3 separate regions of the Zea mays genome follow, and all the other regions are linked to region 2. The links are chromatin contacts, called in public Hi-C maps. All regions are on one chromosome and are shown on one strand. Each heading gives the region's core, a stretch centred on a gene start, on an enhancer-like site or on the middle of the called end of the contact. The rest is flanking DNA. Distances are from core to core; before and after follow the strand shown.

Region 1 (4,499 bases), core at 1,395-3,894, 590 kb before region 2:
AAAGGGCTCCTTACGGAGGCCGAAAACAAAGAAACCTAAATGGACTCATCTAGAAACCAAAACAACAAGGATAGCTGTTGCGAAAATACGTATGTTACATTGAATTTATGGCTATACAAGAAGTGGTCGAGTCCAGAATAATGTTATACGTGATAGACTAGAGGTAGCAACAATTGAAGAAAAGTTTATCCAACATCAATTGAGATGGTTTAGACATATCCAACAGAAACTTCTAGAGGCGCTAGTACGTACTGGGATCCTATGACACAATAGCAATAAGAAGAGAGGAAGAGGAAGACCAAAGTTGACATGGGAATAGACAATAAAAGGAGACTGGAAATGATGGGATATACCCAAAGATTGTTGAATAGGGAAAACTTGACTTATGGGCTCTATTGCGTTTTCAACTATAGCCTACACAACTTGCTTGGGATGAAAGGCTTTGTTGTTGTTGTGTGCATTTAAAGTACATACTAGGTTCATCCAAGCAACATTGAAATTTTATTCCTAAGTAATATATATTGACACGACTATACATGCACAAATGTCACGTAGAGATATCGAAAATGCAGAGCGCAACATGACATGTAGAGGGTTCAAAGTGGAATTTTAGTTTTTCAGTTTGATAGTTGGTACAGAATCATTAGATGGACAGCTAACAGGAAAAAAGATTAATTAGGGGTACAGGACCTGTGAAAGTCTAAGAGGCAACCACAAGCAACAAAAGTAGATCCACCAAAAACATATGGCAGTTGAGTCACGTCATGCACCAAACTATACAACTGAAAAGGAAAAGGGAATCCAGCTGCTGCTCCTTTGCAAATGACATCTTCTAGTTTCGCATAAATAGATTTATGAGAACTGACAAAGGCAACCTTTGCACAAAAATAATTGTTAGCAAAAGTCTATGAGTTGTGAAATGTCATGTCTGACATGGGACGCCGGAGAGGAGAGTTTTATGCCTACCAAAAACAATTCTTTTCATCTTTGCATGCACATCTTTTGAGATGATCACGAAATTTAGAAAAAGAGGTTAAAGCAGTAAAAGCACTATTAATGCTGAGCCCTTTGTGGCAAAACATCCCAAAATGGACACTCATCTTTTTCCAATTCATTCCCAAAGGTGGTCATTTTTCAACCAACTGCTCAGTTGGAACGAAAAGCAGAGATGAGTTGTACTAGTCCTACATAACTGGCACAGATCAGCATCAAACAGGACCTTACTGCTGCCGAGTCTTGCCAAGGGGGAGAATAGGTTAGTCCTATTCATATTTTACTCAAAAACATAAAAGAGCTTAAAAGAGGTTTGATCTTCATAAAAAAAAGCAGATCAATTCCAGTGTACGTGCATGCGTCCAGCTTTCCAATACCAAATGCTGTGCCTGTGTGCGCATCCCACTATCTCAAAAGGTTTGTCTGTTTGTATTTTGAGTTTTGTTTTCCCTTTTGTTCCCTACCATTGCTTTGGGCACATCCCACTATGCCAAATGCGCGCGCACATCTCACTATCCCCCCCCCCCTTTTGCTCCCTTGCTTTCCTTTTTTGTTTTAATTAGGAAAAAGGCATGATCCATCACATCACTTGTGGGGTTCTCAAAAGCAGAATCCTAGTCTTTGTGTTTGGAGAGATTTGCAAAAAAAATAAAAAAAAAGTGCTAGCCTTTGACAGAAAAGACGCTCAATCCTGACGAAATGTTTGCCAAATCGTTGGTCTGACAGAATGAAGCTCGTTTCACTGTCTCCAAAAAGGGACACTCCTTTTTGCTCCCTGTGGCCTTTATTCTTATAGTTTTACCTCACTTCAGTAAAATTATTTAATTTCAGTAAAACTTAGCAGCGATTCCCTGAATCCCTATAACATGGACATTTGGTTTCTCAAAAGTGAAATTCCAGACGCCTTGTGTACTAAAAATCCTCACCTCCGGAACCAGCTGAGGGAGGCGGATCCGAGCACGAGGCTGCGGACGCCGGACTCCGCCGCGTACCTCACCAGCGCCTCGGCGACGCTGTCCCCTTCCAGAACCACCGTCTCCACCTGCGAATTTGGCAGGCTCGAACCAGTCGATCAGAAACGACGCAGTACCAGCAAAGCTACGACGCGGAGTGAAACGCGAGGGGGGCCACTTCCACTCACGCTTTTGCCGCGGCCGACGAGGCGGCGGAAGGGGAGGAAGATCTCCTGCGCGAGCGCGCGGTTGTCCTGCGCGTACATCTCCACCACCTCCGGCTCCATCTTGTCCACCGGCACCCTCTCCCCGGCTTCGCCACACCGAGAAAGAAAAACCGTGGAGCCCATCGTTAGGTGGCTCCCATTTGGAACCCAGAGGACTCGAGGAGGGGAAGTGAAGTGAAGTGGTCCTTACATGGAGACGGCACGAAGGAGACGGGCGGGATGACGTGGACGAGCGCGACGCGGCCGCCGGGCGGGACCAGGCTGGCGGCGGCCCACCGCGCGGCTCGGCGGCTGGCGCGGCCGTCCCCGCGCACGGCCACCGCGACCTGGAACTGCATGCCCCCGCCGTCGCCCGGCGAGGACGCACCCTCCTCCATCCCTGCGGCGCCGGCCGGGGGAGGTCGCGAGGTCAACTCAACTGAGCTGCTGCGGTCTTGCGGGCAAGCAACGGGCGGGCCGCGGGCGGGTTCCTTCGAGAGCACGGCGGTTGGGTTGCGTTGTTTTTAATGATGATGAGCTCGTTCGTTCAATGAATGGATGTTTCGGGGCTGCGCTCACCGTGACAGTGACGTGGAGGCCGGACCGTCTTCCGTGGGGCCCCCAGTTGGACTGGGGACGCGCGTGGTGACTGGTGCGCGTTCGTGAGGGAGATCCGGATGAAGGGTTCGTTTCGTTTTGGTCGGCGATTTCGGCATGTTGAGCTTTTATCTTGTTCATTGAGGATGGATGACAAAAAAATCAAAGTAAAAAAAATCGTGGATCTCGATGTTAGAAACAATCTTGTCATTAGGAGATCTGCATGTTTATATTTCGTTTTGCATTTAGCTGTAGGGAGTCGGCAAGGCATGAGGCCAGCAACGCCATGGGAAGTGGTAACTGCGTACGTGTGGACGGAAGTGATTTTCGTGGCGAAGGAATAGATCCAGCGACTGGGTTTTTGCACGTCGTTGGCGTGAGACTCGCCGGCCATGTGCCTCTTGATTAGTGTGTGCATGGACTTGGAGATGGAGGTGTGTGGCGTGAGTGAGACTCGCCATGAGCATGCTGTTGTAGCGTGCACGTAGAATAGGATCGTGGAGTCAGTCTCGGGCGACTGGGCTGTTGGTTGTTATCACTTGCATGCATGTATCTGGGAGTCTGTTGGTTGTTATCACTTGCATGCGTGTTCCTTTGTAAACTACTAGTTGTGTGCGTGTGTTCATCAGAAAGCAAACTGAAACTACTAGCTTTTTAGTGCTTGAGATTAGGCAGCACTTGTGACGACAGGAGTGATTCCAACACTCGCATCTCAATTGCTTCGACTATCGAGTTCGACCATGTTCTCAGGCTATGTTGAGGGGTTTGTTTGTTTCCATCCACTAGGGTCTTGTTCGGTTGCGACTGGATCGAAAGGGATTGGATGAGATTAAATCACTCTCTAGTCAAAATTAAATAGAAGGAGATTTAATCTTGTTCTATCCACTCCAATCTAGACGCAACTGAACAAGGCATAAGCTTTATTGACCGAAGTTTATTCACTTTTAGTGAGACGGAGCCGCTCCTTTCCTAATTTGTTGTTGTTTGGATTGGTTCCATGTAGAATAGGATGACTCTAAATAAGAAAAATTATGTCTAAATGTTGAACCATCCGGCTCTATAAAATCCATTGGATGGAGCCGCTCCCTGGTTTGAGTCGCTCTATCCCAGCTAGTTTCGGAACCAACCACTAACTTAGTTCCTAAAGTGCCAAACAGGATGACTAAAAGTGGCCTCCAAAACTTTAGGTGTCGTTTGGTTCACAAAATGTAACGTAAATGGTAATGATGATGATTCACATACGAATACCGACAGTAACAAGTTTGAATAGACTGGTATCCATTTTTAGGGTTGTATCCTATTACGGTTGGACTTAAATAAACATGATTTTACGTTATCAGTTATTGACCGGCCGTCGGAAGTTAACTTAACTTCCGAGAGGCACTAGTCGCCACTCGGAAATTATTAATTTCCTACGGTTTCGAAAAAAAACCGTAGGAAGTTATTTGCCTCTCGGAAGTTGCTTATTTTGGTGTAGTGCATTACCAATCTATGAATCAAAAGGCACCTTAGTCCTTAGTCACCAAGGGGTGACTAAACTTCCATTTTTACACAATATATACCTCATCTGGCCCCCACTGCCCCTTCTAAAAGTGGACCAGCTGCAATAATTAGGAGCAATCTTGTCTTTATACACATTAATTAATCTCTTTAGCCAGTTTTGGTCCTAGAACCAAACATGGTACTATGGACTAAAGTTTATGAGGGTGACTAAAGGAATCAAAAGAGGTCTTAAGTGTATTCGATCCGG
Region 2 (4,668 bases), core at 443-2,942:
TCTGTCCCACGTCAAAGCATAGGTCTAAGGCCCGGTCCCGGTCGTTTCTCACATGGACTACAGTGCCGCTGTGTTGTAGGTTTGTCTCTTATGTTCCAGTAAAGGTTTCATGTTTTTAGTAGAGGTGGGGAAGGGGACAATATTTTATTTTTGTATGTCCATTGGCTTGTGCAAATCTGCATTTCTCAGAAACACCAAATGTGCCGTGCAAGGCTGCACAAGACTCTGGGCAACCAAACACAGGTTGGCTGCATTGCACTAGCCTAGATACAGGTTAATCCAAGCAGACTCTTATCACATCTGTTTTCTACCTATTATGTGGATTGCGTGTTTCTCCTTCCTTCACAGGCTTAGGCAAACCACTGCTTATTAAATGGAATAATATTTCGTTCTTTTTTGTTGATTGTGTGATGCAGGATAAGAACGTTGTGACAGTGTTCAGCGCGCCTAACTATTGCTACCGATGCGGGAACATGGCTGCGATCCTCGAAATTGGCGAGAACATGGATCAGAACTTCCTCCAATTCGACCCAGCTCCGCGGCAGATTGAGCCGGACATGACGCGCAAGACCCCAGACTACTTTTTGTAATCAGCATGCTGGCTTTCTTTCAACTTGTCTACTGCAGCGCCAGCACCTGTAGATCTCCTTAGAAAATGGTGTTTCCTCTAGCCGCCTTGTACCCCCATCATTCTTTTGGTGTGGAGATTTTATTGCCGCTTCTCAGAACATTGAGGTTGTTGAAAGTACATGGCATTGGGTCTTCCTTTTTTTTTGCCGTCTTGTATCTCCATTTTGTATGATTCTGAGACAAAAGAGAAGAGAAGCTGCAATAGAATTGTCTCGAAATATATTGTCCTGTCCAGAAGAACAGGTGTGGCTCCAAAAAAAAAAGGGAAAAAATAAAAGAGAGACAACAAGGAAAGATGCAGGAAATGGACCCGATGTTCCGTTGTGTCTGTTGTGATGCTTCATGCTTGGCTAGGGGAGTTCTTTCAGTGCTGTTTGACTCCGAATTGAAGGAACCTTGGTTGTTCAACCTACATCATCAGCTCACCGTCGAATGTCTGCCCAGACCGATGAGGACAGGATTCTCTCACCGGCTGTCATGGAGTTGAGAAGGATGCTGCCATGCTGTGATGCTGGACACCGTTCCATCTTTTTATCACCCTTTGCCCTCCGGCACGGACACTTGAGACCTCAACAATGCCTTATAGGCTCATACCTCCACCTGCACCATGTATTGTTGAGCAGAGCCGCTGGTTTGAGCTGAAGCTGTGCACATTGGTTAAGACTATGTTCAACAGCTTACCTATATGTTAACTAAAACATTGTTTTGCAACTGTACTATTAAGGAGGTGTTTAAATACACTAGAATTAATATTTAGCTGCTAAAATTAGCCGAGATATCTAAATAGTCTAGCTAATAGCTACTTTTAGCAAATTAGCTAATAGTTAACTAACTATTTGTTAGCTAGCTAATTCCACTAGCAAATTTTTAACTAACTAATTATTATCTCTAGTGCATCAAAACACCACCTAAGTTTGAATATGGGAATATGAACAGGCAAGATGCTCGAGACAGTCTAACAATATTCGCAACAAACTTATCTAGGGAGACCCGTCGTGTTGACCTGCTGACGAAGCTAAAGACGGTGATGTAAGTACACTAGGCACTCATAACAAGTTTGCTAACACAACTGATTAGCTTATTTTTAAGTTCGCATTAGTGTGTAACCATATCATATCACCACATGAGTAGGTGTGTAACCATAACAAATCATATCACCACATCTTAAGTAAACTAGACACTCATAACAAATCATATCACCACATGAGTAGGTGTGTAACATAACCTATCATATCATCACATCTTAAGAGAACCCTAAATATGCGCTGCGCCTGCTTCTCCTGACCATCATTCACTTGCTTCTCCTGACCATCATTCACTTGCTTCCCTTGACAACTGATAGTAGCTGCAGCATCTAATACCATGAATGAGAGCTCAGCAGCGGCCAGTAGTTATCTCCTCCTCACATTGATTATTCATCTGCTGCCGTTCGTCTCAGCCCATGATTTCCTGTCAGCCGGTTCGTCTCTCTCCGTAGAGCACAGCTCTGATGTGCTCCACTCGCAAGATGGCACTTTCACCTGCGGCTTCTACCGCATCTCCCCCAACGCCTCCACCTTCTCCATCTGGTTCTCCGGATCATCGGAAAGAACCGTCGTCTGGAGCGCCAACCCTCTCCACCCCGTGTACACCTGGGGATCCAAAGTCGAGCTAGACGCCGACGGGAGCATGGTTCTAAAGGACTACAATGGCCAGATCGTGTGGACCAACAACGCGAGCGTTTCGGACGCTGGGCATGTTCAAGCTCGGCTGCTGGGCACCGGGAACCTCGCTGTGGAGGGAAGAGGTGGCGCCATCCTGTGGCAAAGCTTTGATTCTCCTACTGACACCTTGTTACCTACTCAGAGAATCACTGCTTCCACAAAGCTGGTCTCTACTAACAGGTTACTTGTTCCTGGCCACTACAGCTTCCGTTTCGACGACCAGTACCTTCTTTCTCTGTTTGATGACGAGAAAAACATTTCTTTCATCTACTGGCCAAATCCGCGTATGACTATCTGGGCGAAGGGTAGAGTGCAGTTCAACAGCACCATGTCTGGGGCTCTTGACACCTTGGGACATTTCCTTGCAAGTGACAATGCAACCTTTACAGCTGCTGACTGGGGCCCTGGTATCATGAGGCGGCTAACACTGGATTACGATGGCAACCTCAGATTGTACAGTCTTAATGTGGCAGACAGAACATGGTCGGTCACATGGATGGCGTTTCCTCAGCTTTGCAATGTACACGGTCTGTGTGGCGAAAACGGAATTTGTGTGTATACGCCTGTGCCTGCTTGTGCGTGTGCCCCTGGTTTTGAAGTCATCGACCCAAGTGAGCGGAGCAAAGGCTGCAGACCAAAGACCAACATCAGTTGTGATGTGGAGAAGGTGGATTTTGCTAAGCTACCCCACACTGATTTCTTGGGGTATGATATGACTGCCCATCACTCCGTTTCTCTTGACTTTTGCAAGAAGGAGTGCCTGCATGATTGCAACTGCAAGGGTTTTGCATACTGGGAAGGGATTGGTGATTGCTATCCGAAGTCTGTTCTTGTTGGCGGTGTAACCCTGCAGAACTTTGCTAGTACTGGTACGATGTACATCAAGATTCCTAATGGATTACAAGTGTTGGATGCCTCAATTCCGCAATCACAACCTTTTGGTCCCAAGTATAGTCCTGACTGTGGTACAACAAATAGATACTTCATAGCAGATTTTCTGGATAAGCTTAAGAGAGATCATAGTGGATCAAAGTATCTGTACTTCTATGGATTCTTGTCAGCAATATTTCTGGCAGAGGTAGTGTTTGTTGGATTAGGATGGTTTATTTTGAGGAGGGAATACAGAGAACTGAGAGGAGTATGGCCAGCTGAGCCTGGATATGAAATGATAGCCAATCATTTTCGCAGGTATGCCTACAGAGAGTTGGTGACGGCGACCAGAAAGTTTAAGGACGAACTTGGAAGGGGTGCATCAGGCATTGTATACAAAGGCGTCTTGGAAGACAAGGGGGCAGTAGCTGTGAAGAAATTAGCAGAAATAAACCAAAGTGAAGAAGAATTCCGGCATGAACTGAGTGTGATTAGCATGATTAACCATATGAATCTAGTGAGAGTTTGGGGATACTGTTCCGACGGTCCACACAGGATACTGGTTTCTGAATGTTTTGAGAATGGTTCGTTGGATAAAATCTTATTTGGTAGCAAGGGTTCAGAAATCTTGCTTGGATGGAAGCAAAGGTTTGATATTGCGCTGGGGGTGGCTAGAGGATTGGCCTATCTTCACCACGAGTGTTCAGAGTGGGTCATCCACTGCGACGTGAAGCCTGAAAACATACTGCTGGATGAGAACTTGGTGCCAAAGATTGCAGACTTTGGCCTTGCAAAGCTCCTGAACAGAGGTCGATCAAACCTAAACGTTTCAAAGATCCAAGGAACTAGAGGTTACTTGGCGCCGGAATGGGTTTCTAGCCTCCCGATCACAGCAAAGGTTGATGTCTACAGCTTTGGAGTGGTGCTACTGGAACTACTAATAGGAGCACGTGTCTCAAACATGGGAAATGATGAGGATGTGGAAGCAGAGATGGTCCTTGGAAGGGTGTCAAGGCTGGTCAAAGAAAAGCTGCAGTCGGATGATACTGAGCCGTCTTGGATCGCCGACTTCATTGACTCTAGACTGAACGGTGATTTCAACAATTTGCAGGCAAGAATAATGATGAGGCTGTCCATTTCATGCCTGGAGGAAGATAGAGACAGAAGACCAACCATGGAAAATGCAGTTCAGATACTTGTTTTAACTGAAGATGTCAGTGGCGCAAATGTAATGGTAAGAGCAACCTGAAAGTCTGCCTCCATATCGTTCTTTTGTACCGAGGGCCATCAAATAACCTGCAGATAGAAGGAACAGAAGCGCTAATTGTAACATATCTGCAATATCCATGCAAAATTTTCTTTCTATTTTTTTTTCTTTTCAGAAAAAGTTTTCTTTGTAATTTTGCGAGATAAATCTGCCGAAAAACACTGTTACTCAAGTAAAATATCATGATGATTTATTCAA
Region 3 (4,885 bases), core at 1,050-3,549, 780 kb after region 2:
GCCACTGTTTGGAAGTACCACTAAAACAATGCACATTTTAGCAAAATCATAAGATTCCATCACAAACAAAGAACATCATTGCATATGAACCAGCACATGGACACCAATAAGCAGATGTTTTAGAAATAGAATTAAGGAGCAAACGCTACCACACAGTGATATGTCTAAATTGAGAACCTTGTTTGCCACCAGACTTTTGCTAGAGTTTTCAGACACTAAACAATCACAAGCTGCTGTCCAGCATTAACGCAGACCCAGGCACCCAGCCCCGGACATGGAAAGGTTGGAGAACTGGGCTCTAGGCAGGTAGCAACAGTTTTTGAATAGCAACATTGGTGTGTTGTGTTGTATAAAGATCTGACAATGGTATCTTTGTTAGATGTACATTTTTAACTTGTTTTGATTTGAAATAGCACCTTGGTGACATGTGATGGTATACCAGATTGAGTTGCCCAAAAATTTTCTGTGAGCAACTGCCTTTGGGGAGACCATCTTCTTGTTAGTTTGAGTTTTGCATGAGGGGTAGTAACACTTGAGTTTACATCCTTGGGTCTGTTCTTTCAAGTGTTATATTGAAACAACCATCAACTTAGTTTAAATGGCATCTATCTATTGTTGTTCTGCAAAGAACATGACTCCTTGTTGGGCCAGGCTTGGGCTTCACTCGACATGTTACATGTAGGAGGATGAGTTCACAAGAACCATAATATTTATGCCTTGCGAACTCAGAGCGATGGTAAATAAGGTCATAAGATCCTGTAGACCCTTACCAATCAAATATCAAAGCATAAAGGTCACAAATAAATTTTGAAGGACCCGTTATGGTTATGATATGCGGATAGAAGATGGATCTAGCATAATAGTTTTTCTATTCATAGCGATGGTGTGGCTTGCAAATGTGGCAGAAAGGCTTGGTATATAGTTATGGATGTGAAAAAAACCGAAGCTCATTGATATCGTCGACAACAAAAGGGTTCTGTTGCACATCCTTAATCCTAGGATATGGTCTGATCGATTAAGGGGAAAGCTACAGCCTTGTCACAATCCGGACAAACACCGATCTTAGTTACTTTATGAAATTCAAATTTTGGCTTAGCCAATGACTACATTTGGATGCAGTCCAGTTAGAACCACTCATTAAAAATTATTAGTCATAAGACCAAGATTAGAAAACAGGAACAATAAACTATGAACAGGCTCGACTACTGCATACTAACCTCAAATATTGCATCTCTGGAGTGTTCATATTCTCGGGATACCACGCTCCTTTGAATTATCCTCACTTTTAAGTAGCTCATCTTGACTGTTATGTCCGCACTTCCCTGCTTTTTGGCATCTCAAGAACTTCCACTTCATAGAGTACAAGCAAATGAATAAACTCTGTTGGGATTCCACAAAATAATCTAGGGAGTTTAAATTAACGTATCTTTGGGTTGGGCCAAATTATGTAAGATTATTATTGGGTAACATGTTAATAATCTTACACAAGTATTCTGGATCAGGAATCTTCACCTATTGATGATAGAGTAAAACTTGAATGGCAACTGTCCACATATCAGACGTCATGAGCAAAATTTTGAATAATGTTGATCCACTACTCTGCAAAAAAGGATGTCAAAATCAAGGCTAAAATATTACTCCATCCTAAACCGCAGCAGCAGTGACAATTTCCTCTGCGCTCGCTCGCTTCTTTATTATTAAACCAAGACACATCAGACATCTGATCTGGGCAAATCACTAAGTCAAAACAAAACAAAAAAAAACAGTATACGAGATCGCTGACAAGTATTTTAGATCCTTACACCATCAGCTGTGCAATGTCCTCGCGGAAGACACCCTTCCTCCTGGCAGTGACCGACGGGAACGGGGCGTAGGAGTAGGAGATGTGCCTGCACTGGCTGCTCGCGCTGATCCTGTTTGGCTGGCAGTGACCGACGGCGTCCTGAGCGCGGACGCACGACAGCGGGGCTCGGCGAAGGCAGTACCTGTAGACGAAGTCCCGTATCCTGGGGTGGTTGGGCGGGATGAGGCGGCGCTGGATGCGGAGCGCGAGGCGGTAGGTCCCACCAGCAGCGGCGGCGGCGGCCTGTCCCACCAGCAGCGGTGGCACCGGCGGAGTTGCTTGTAATGGAATAAGGGGGCGGGGGACGAGACTTGTCGAAGCGGGGAAGGGGGAATACTGAGTCGAGGCTGAAGCGTAGGGGCACCACCGCTGTTTAGGGTTTGGGAGCCGCCGTGTGACCATTGTGACGGATGGACGAACAAGGGAGGGAAGCGGGGTCCAAACTGAATCGGTCGAGGTGCAGTCTCCAGTCGAGGCCCATGGTAACAGGCGAGAAAGTGAAGACAAAAAATATAAAAAATGTTACACGCATCATGCTAAGCATGGTGAAGTGTCATCGTAAATGACAAACGTAGGCGTGGAGAGAGGTGGGTTCAGGTTTGATTTAAAAAACCTAATTAGAAGGAACTATTTAGATGATAGGATTATTTAGTATGAATCTAAGTCTTAAATATCATACGAAACAGTTTCATATTTAGAAATGTCTACTATACTTACTAACATCTAAGACAGTTCTTATTGTCTAGATGACTCTAATAATATCTTTATTTGAGATAGTTTCATATATATATATATATATAAGTGTCTAATATACTAACCAAAATCTAGGACAATTCTTCTAATCTTAATGACTCAAAAGATATATTTATTTGAGACGATTTTCAATAACGATCTGCCTTAAATAGATATAAGACATTTCTTACGATGTATTTGTCTCAAAACACTTCTTTATTAAAGACGGATCTCTAACAAACCGTCTTACCTTACTCATCACCATTTGATAAAAGACGCTTCTATAAAATGCACTGATATCCATCTTAAAATGTGCGTCTTAAATAAGCATATCTCTAGTAGTGCTCGCCTCCCCCATGGCCGAGCGCCCTCTCCAGCCGCCGATGCTCGCCAAGCCCATCTCTCATGGCGCCCAGCCCGGTTTCCAGCGCCCTCCTCCACCACCGCGCACCTCTGGCCGCTCCAGCTCATCGATCCGCAGTCGTCTTTGTTTCTCCGTCAACCATCCTCTTCCTCCGGACAACGCGCTTGTCCCCCGCGCAACGTCGTCTTCAACCTTTGGCTCTTCTTCCTCAAGCGTTGTTCCAGCAGCTCGCTCCTCGGATCCTCGTTGCCGGTCTTCAGTCCTCGTCAGTCGCTGACGTGCAGCACGCCTCGGTCTCGTGCTCGCCGTCGCTTGATCGTGAGCTGTTCGCCCTTGCAAGCTCACTACCGCGCGCCCTCCGGCTAGTGCCTTTCTGCGTATATTGTGCGTCGTCGACCCGCGTTGTGTCTCGACGTGCTTGTCAATTCCGATGATCGGTCTTTCAATTGCGCGCGGCTTGTAGTCAACCCGGTCGTTGCCACCACCTCAACCTCGTCAGCCTACCTCCCATCCCTATGTGCAGGTCGCGTTTGCGCTTATCGCCGGTGAGACTCTCGGTTCTTGTTCTCGCCTAGCGTCGATTGATTAGATACTAATTATTTGTGTGTTTGTGCGTGATTGGAGGAGAAAAAGGTCCTAGAAATTGGTTGGAGAAGAAGGTTGTAGCGCATGGCTCACCAAGTGTTCGATCAAAGACTTCAATTAAAGGCTATCGTCGTTCAGGCAAATATCAAATCAAATTGAGATGTGGTGAGCCGATTCGCTATTTTTACTATTGGTTTTATGATCGTGAAATAAGACGCTTCGTATGCGCATGAAATTTAAGTTAGAAATACCAGTGATGCGAGGTGTGCTTCGATGAAATTGAGATGTAGCATTATTTAGGTTTGTGATATTCCTGCTTATATCCATTCATATGCACCATGCATCTCATTAGGTACGCTAGCTGAGAATCGTACGAATCAAAGGACAAGGACCAAAGCTGAGTCGACCACAAGATGCTGTAAAGTGTGAGCCACTCGCGAGGTGATGCTGATGGACGAACCTGAAGATGGATAACTCAAGCAAGTGCTAGGCTGAGACATGGTCGACAAGCAAGTCTCGTCTAACAAACACTAACCTAGTGTTATTCCAGGCAAGCCACGGTGCATTATCCCTTTCCTTGTGTTTTAAAATCTTTATTACCTTATATGATGCATTAGGTGATAGGAGTTATGTGCTAAACAATTGATGCATTTCCTTCCATGGAAAATTGATCACCATTCCTTGATTCCATTTTATGAAAAGGCTTTTTATGATGCTTAGCCTTGCTCTAGAAAACAAAATGTTTTGTTTTAAAATAAAAGGTGATGCTTCGCACTGGATGGGGATTTTTACAAAGAAAAGACTGATGATGGTGGATCCATCATGGCCATGATGGGTTCAACATCAGAAAAGATGTACCTCTGCCAGGTACCAAACTTTGGGTTTTAAATAATAAAGCTGAGACCGGGCGGGTGACTTGCACGAGAAGGAAGTATCGATGTAGTGTCTCCGTCTCAGTCGATTAAGGATCATGTCGATGTAGGCTTGATGATCGAGGACCTTTTAATAGGCCACATGCCTCATCATGGGTAAGCTTTGCCTCGGTCGGACCAATACCAGAAAGGCCACCACGCAATGGGAGTGGAGAGATGGCGAGAGTAGCGTGTACCCTCCGTGGCAAGAGGTTGGACGGTGGTGTATCTGTGCTCTCGGTTGGCGTGAACCCGTTCTGGTCTTGAGAAATCCTGTGGCGAGTTGACATATGCAAGGGTTAAGTGATAATATGTCGTGTGGTTGGAGATCCCCAGCTGGGTATTAATCGATTCAGATCGCCGTTACTTCTCGGACATGAAGACTTGGTCACTGACTTACACGTAGCAATCCAGTGAACTGAAAGGTTGATAAAAAGACGGGTAGTATAG

What was found. A called contact is a pair of places that touch in the nucleus more often than the background predicts.
Region 1: a Hi-C map of endosperm shows a contact between it and region 2, with 4 times the contacts expected there. The contact joins the promoter of LOC103638622 here to the promoter of LOC103638627 in region 2. A contact is called at or near these places in 5 of 25 Hi-C or Micro-C datasets (ear, endosperm, leaf and 2 more).
Region 3: a Hi-C map of tassel shows a contact between it and region 2, with 3 times the contacts expected there. The contact joins the promoter of LOC103638632 here to the promoter of LOC103638627 in region 2. A contact is called at or near these places in 2 of 25 Hi-C or Micro-C datasets (ear and tassel).

Annotation. Positions count from the first base shown.
Region 1 is chr9:86,251,336-86,255,834 of Zm-B73-REFERENCE-NAM-5.0, forward strand. It overlaps LOC103638622 (U-box domain-containing protein 34), which reads right to left and starts at 2,645. Exons shown (of 9, transcript XM_008661480.4): 1 at 2,364-2,645; 2 at 2,135-2,259; 3 at 1,920-2,035. The coding sequence starts at 2,550.
Region 2 is chr9:86,847,212-86,851,879 of Zm-B73-REFERENCE-NAM-5.0, forward strand. LOC103638627 (putative receptor protein kinase ZmPK1) reads left to right here and starts at 1,693. Exons shown (of 1, transcript XM_008661484.4): 1 at 1,693-4,668. The coding sequence starts at 1,993. The coding sequence ends at 4,452. LOC100272765 (putative serine/threonine protein phosphatase superfamily protein) reads left to right here. Exons shown (of 6, transcript NM_001147218.1): 6 at 417-849. The coding sequence ends at 590.
Region 3 is chr9:87,621,828-87,626,712 of Zm-B73-REFERENCE-NAM-5.0, forward strand. LOC103638632 (ARM repeat superfamily protein) reads right to left here and starts at 2,300. Exons shown (of 8, transcript XR_002265239.2): 1 at 1,803-2,300; 2 at 1-1,720.